2 separate regions of the Mus musculus genome follow, and region 1 is linked to region 2. The links are chromatin contacts, called in public promoter capture Hi-C maps. All regions are on one chromosome and are shown on one strand. The core of a region is the stretch at or near the end of the contact, and the rest is flanking DNA. Distances in the headings are between cores, read along the strand shown.

Evidence for each region. Promoter capture Hi-C pulls out the DNA fragments that hold promoters and counts their contacts.
Region 1: a promoter capture Hi-C map of pre-B cells shows a contact between it and region 2, with 4 times the contacts expected there. The contact joins the enhancer-like site here to the promoter of Cdk5rap3 in region 2. A contact is called at or near these places in 5 of 39 promoter capture datasets (cranial neural crest, embryonic stem cells, neutrophils and 2 more), 2 of 15 datasets of contacts at CTCF or cohesin (embryonic stem cells and large pre-B cells), 4 of 484 Hi-C or Micro-C datasets (CD4 T cells, pro-B cells, regulatory T cells and 1 more), 6 of 115 datasets of contacts at active chromatin or transcription factors (embryonic stem cells, large pre-B cells and pancreatic cancer cells) and 4 of 9 other capture datasets (adipose tissue, embryonic stem cells, liver and 1 more).

Annotation. Positions count from the first base shown.
Region 1 is chr11:97,083,166-97,086,062 of GRCm38.p6, reverse strand. No RefSeq gene overlaps it. Among named protein-coding and RNA genes, the nearest start is that of Mir8103, 21 kb to the right of the region's middle. Within about 2 kb of position 1,497, at least 49 of the 459 cell types and tissues checked have an H3K27ac peak or open chromatin away from gene starts, as enhancers often do. A contact at or near this core is called in pancreatic cancer cells and pre-B cells, where this site is marked.
Region 2 is chr11:96,915,224-96,917,923 of GRCm38.p6, reverse strand. It overlaps Cdk5rap3 (CDK5 regulatory subunit associated protein 3), which reads left to right and starts at 1,410. Exons shown (of 14, transcript NM_030248.2): 1 at 1,410-1,540; 2 at 1,728-1,773. The coding sequence starts at 1,535.

The sequences.
Region 1 (2,897 bases), core at 248-2,747, 170 kb before region 2:
CTTCCTCGTGGCCATTGCCCCCTAAACACCAGTTCAAGCTTTTCTTGCTAATGAAAGAGCCAGAAGAAGGACTTTGGGAACCCACGATCTGGATTTACTTTCCACCCTTTGAGCGTTTCCTTCTGGCTTCTGGCTTTGGGTGCCACAGCTGAGCATTATGCTGGCCGTCAGATCTTCATACCACGGCAGGAAATCTTTTGCTTGGCTTGGAAGCTTCCAAATGAAAAGCACAAGGCGCCGGGCAGGGGTAGCGCACACCTTTAATCCCAGCACTCGGGAAGCAGAGGCAGGCAGATTTCTGAGTTCCAGGCCAGCCTGGTCTACAAAGTGAGTTCCAGGATAGCCAGGGCTATACAGAGAAACCAAAAAAAGAAAAGAAGAGGGCTGGTGAGATGGCTCAGTGGGTAAGAGCACCCGACTGCTCTTCCGAAGGTCCAGAGTTCAAATCCCAGCAACCACATGGTGGCTCACAACCATCTGTAACGAGATCTGACGCCCTCTTCTGGAGTGTCTGAAGACAGCTACAATGTACTTCCATATAATAAATAAATAAATCTTTAAAAAAAAAAAGAAAAGAAGAGAAAAGCAAAGCACGAGGCAGCACAAGCCACAGTTCACCTGCTCTGCTCTCTCTCTCTCTCTCTCTCTCTCTCTCTCTCTCTCTCTCTCTCTCTCTGCCTCCTTCCAAGGTCACCTGTGTGGCAAGCGTGGCTGTGCTGCAGGTCCGCCCCACCCAAGCCCCAGCTGCTTCCCAGTCCTTAGCTGCCACTCCCTGGTGTGCATTCAAATCCACCGCTGTGGCTGGAGCCTTTTCTTGAACTTCAAGATCCAACACAGTCTAATCACCTTCTAGGTGTCTCAGCCCGAAGGGCCCATAGCCACCTCCCCAGCCCTCCCTTGTCTCCTGCCAAGCTGGACTCTCTAGTCCCCCTGCTCCTCACCCTCTCTAGGACAGCTTTCCCAAACCAGAACCCGCAGCTTCTAAGTGCGATCACCTCTCTCTGAACATTCTTCATCTTTTCTCTCGTTGGCTAACGCCCCTTATTTTCCATAGCTCCGCGGAAGGGCAATTGTTGAGGTTTGAACTGTGGCTACATACTGTAGTGCTGAATTCTGCCGTAGGTGACTCTCGCTTTCCCATCCAGTGCCTGTTCCCCAGGCTCACTCCGGCCTTGTCTGGACTGGACAGCATTTGAGGCAGACTGGGCTCCTGACTCAGAGAACATGCATCGTTTAGAAATGTCAGCTCCCGTTGCTAACTGGCGAACTCATTGCCATGTTATCCCAAAGCCATGCCCCCTCTCATTCCACAAGGGGCTTTTGTTTGTTTGTTTGTTTTTATTTTTTCATGACAAGGTCTTGCTCTTCACCCGTTTAGCCTCCAGCAGACAATACTTCCACCCCGGCCTTCCGAGTGCTGGGATTACAGGCCTGCGCCAGCATACCCCGGTTACTCCCCGTAGTCTTAAAGAGCTGTGAATTGTGGGCTGCCTCCTGCTTCTGCTTCCTCTACAAAATTGGACATGTGACCAGCTGGGTTAATTACAGCCTCTCTTGTCCCCTGCCACAGTGCTTCACAGACCATCAGTTGGACTCTCTCGGTGTCCTCCAGTTATGTGAACGAATACATCATTCCATTTCTATTTGAGTTGGTCCCAGTGGGACCCAGTCACTTACAGCTACAAGCTCCCCCACTGAAAGGGAACTCCAGAAACGCTTAATGAAGACACTAAGAAACTAGGTGACCTAGCTCCCAGGCCTGCCCTGTTCCCTCAGAGTGTGGAGAGACATTTCTGCATGCTTAGAAGGGATTCCATCGTCTTTACTTAAAGCACTTATGTCCCACAGATATGAACGACCTCAGCTGCTCAGCCAATCTTCTGCCTGCTCCAGGCAGCCACAACGCACTGTCTCCCAATCCCGTCATGTTCAGACTGCAGGTCTCTGCGTTTGCCTCGCTTGCCTGGCACTGCTCTCCGAGGGCTCATCCCGACCCACTCTGCCTGATCCCATCTCCTGTAAATTCCCGCCCACCGCAGAGGAACTCAGCCTTCTCTTCTGCCGTTATTACAGTCACGCTGAATCACAGCCATGTTGACTCATTGTCCTTCCTCTACTGACAGAGTCCCTTGAGGCCATGCTCCACTCCGTAGCCACCTTTGCTGCGGGGGGTGCCACCCACCCACAGTACTCTGTCAGCAAGCACGTGTTGAGAGGGAACTCTGGAAGAGGCTTATTTCCTCCTCCTGGCCCCTCACACTCCTAGGTTTCAGGTTTCAGAAGAGAGGCTAACCCCCTGACAGGACACTCTTGAAGAACAGAGTGTGGGCGGGAAGGTAGTGAGCGTGGTCGCTATGCTCACTGGTTTCTGGGTCCTTAGTGACATGTCCCTATTCTGACGGGAGCTCTGGATACCCCTGAGAGTCTCCTATCTCTGGTTTCCCACTAGAAGAAACCTAAAGACTCTATGAGCAAAGGAAGGCTCTTGAAGGTCTCCCGACCCTTCACCTGTGCGAGCAAGCCGACTGAGCATTAGGGCAGCCAGAGAAGAGGTCTGAGGAGACTCTTGCATGTAGCAGGATTCTGATCACACGAGGCTTCCCATACCCGTGACAGGCAGGTCGGGGGGTGGGGAGGAGGAATGCTCGACAGCAGAGCATCTGGAATCTCCAGTCGCTGTGTGGCCTTAGGCAGCTCGTTTAATTTCTGTCTCTGATCCGCTCTACTGATAGGATCTGTAAAATCAGACGGATGGTAGTACTAACCTCCTACAGAATAAGCGGATGACGCAGAAAGCACACACCAACTGTTTCATAATTGCTTGTCTGTATAACAGTAGGGCTTCGTGTGTGGAAGCTCAATATACAGACTCTTTAATAAAAGGACTCCCGCTAAAG
Region 2 (2,700 bases), core at 161-2,660:
TGTGTGTGTGTGTGTGTGTGTGCTTTGTTTTTGGAGACAGGGTTTCTCTGTGTAGGTCTGGCTTTGCTGGAACTCACTTTGTAGACCAGGCTGAATTTGAACCCAGAAATCTGCCTGCCTCTGTCTCCCAAGCGCTGGGATTGAAGGCGTGTGCCGCCACTGCCCAGCTTGAGTGTCATGTTTGAGTCCTCCCTCCTCACCCATTTGGCCAATCTATTGCCAACGCCTGTCTGTTTTCCTCCTAAATTCTGCTTATCTCCTCCCTACAGCTTCTGACCTAGGTGAGGCCCAACCTCTCCCTTACAGCCTCCTAGTTGCTCTGGACACAGCCTTATTGCCCATTAGCCCATCCTCCTAACCAATATGTGTTATGTCCTTCCTTGTACCAAACCCTTCAGTGGTTCCTCTCTGTCTGCAGTGTGAAGTCCAAGTTCCTTAATGAGGGACTCTTTGTTACGATCCTTATATTTTTACAGCCTCCTCCCGGGTCACTGCCTTAAACCTTTTACTGTATAGAGGTGGGTCTGAGGTCAGCTATAGGTGGGAGACCTGTGTAGTGTCCTCTTGAGATCCCTCGTGAAACAAGGGACCTTGCACTTCACTTTGTCTTGGACCACGTATATTTTGCCGGTCTCCCCTGCTTGTCTTTCCCTGAACCACTCTTGCAGCTGTAGTTTTAAAGTTTGTGCAGTCTCTTCCATCAGAAACAGCCTTTCCACTCCACCAGGAACACCCGCCATCATCCTTCCTTCTGCAACTTTTTTTTTTTTTTTTTTTTTTTTTTTTGGCTTTTCGAGACAGGGTTTCTCTGTATAGCCCTGGCTGTCCTGGAACTCACTTTGTAGATCAGGCTGGCCTCGAACTCAGAAATCCGCCTGCCTCTGCCTCCCTGCTGGGATTAAAGGCGTGTGCCACCACGCAACTTTTTGTTTACTATTCAATGAGTGTTGCTTCCTCTCCCTTCCCTGTCCCAGTCGTCCAACAAGAATCGGGTGCTCAAAAATCGTATTTATCATAAATGGGAGGACAAAATGTGACGAGAGCCTCAAGAGACCTGTGACCTTCTATATGTGGTAAAGGGAGAAAATGGTGGGAAGAAAGTATTTTTTTTAACTACTTTCGAAACGCCATCGGGAAGGTGCTAGGACCTGTTCCGCGCATGTGTTCGTTCTCTAGCTGGGGGCTCCGCGCCAGGCTGATGAAAAAGCAGCCTAAAACGGCTCTTGGGTGCCCCCTACCGCCATCGTGCAAGTGTAACATCCCTTCCTGGAGATCACCCGGCCGGAGCCCGCCTCTCGCCTTCCATTGGCTGTCAGCTATTCTCCCGCCCCTCCGGTACTCAACCAATCAGAACATCGTGATGGGCGGGGCTTTCAGCAGAGGGGCGGAGCGTGGTCTTGGATTGGCTCCGCTGAAGACGGCGACGTGGCTGAAGGAGGCCGGTTTGTTTCGGAACTGAGGCTCAAGCACAGCCGCTCAGGATTGGTGCTAGGCTGGGCCGGGGTCTTTGGCCGGAAGCGGAAGTGGAGAAAGGATGCAGGTGTGGGGACCAGGGCTGGAGAAACTGGGTCTTCTCTGGGATTCCTGTCCTGCCTCCTCAAGTCCTCCCGTCCTCTGTCGGGTGCTCTGCCCCTGCAGGGTGGCGGTTGGACTCGTGGAATGAGCGCGCGCGAGGCGCATCGCCTTCCCGCGTTCACGCCCTCCCTCCCGGTCGTATTTCCCACCAGGACCATCAGCACGTGCCCATCGACATCCAGACCAGCAAGCTGCTCGGTAGGAGAGGGCGCCCCCGCGCGGTCGGCTCTCGGGGGAGGTCTGCTAGTTGCCCCCTGTCACCAACCAGCAGCCAGGAGCTGTGAAAGTCCCAGCTGAGGTGCTTTACTCCAGCGAACTGTTTGCTCTGCAAGGAAGGAAGCATGGAAAGTCTGTACTGGCTCCGTGTTTTCTACTTTTAACGTTTCTCACGTAGTATCAAATCGTATTCAGGCACACAGGACAAATGGATAGTGTTAAAGATGGACAGTTAAGCAAATGGCTGATCCATTTGAAACCTAAGTCTGTTTGGTTCTGTCTTCATGCATTTTGCATTATTTGGGGTGGGTAATCCTCTCCCATCTATTTAAAAAGTTTCTCTCCTTGGATTTAGGGAGAAGAGGGCCCTAAGACTCACATACAGACCTTTTATGCCAACCATGGTGGTTCACACTGGTAACCATAATACTTGGGAGGCCGAGGCAGGAGGATTGGTGGCAGTTCTCAGACAGCCTGGCTTGCATAGCAAGTACCAGCCTAGTACTCCCCGCCCCCCACCCCCACCCCCCCAAAAAACCTTTAGTCTTAGCACTCAGAAGGCAGAGGCAGGCCTTGGCCACATAGCAAGCACCAGGGCAGCCAGGACTACATGGAGAGACACTATTTCAAAAGAAAATGACAGAGAGACAAGAAGACCTTTTAGTGACCAGGCAGTCTCTGCATCTGGCTTACATCCCTCATTCTGTCACTTCTGGGGGTGTGTACAGCCCCTGGCCCTTGTGTTCACCAGATACGCCAGTCCACTGGTAACACGTCCTTAAGAGGGTGTTTGCCGACCTCAGCCCCTGGAGGAATTCTGGTGTCTGCTGTTTTCCTTTCTGACAACTTGAGAAGAACTCAGAGTCAGAATTTCTGATACTGTTGTTGCTTGAGAGAAATTAAGCGGTT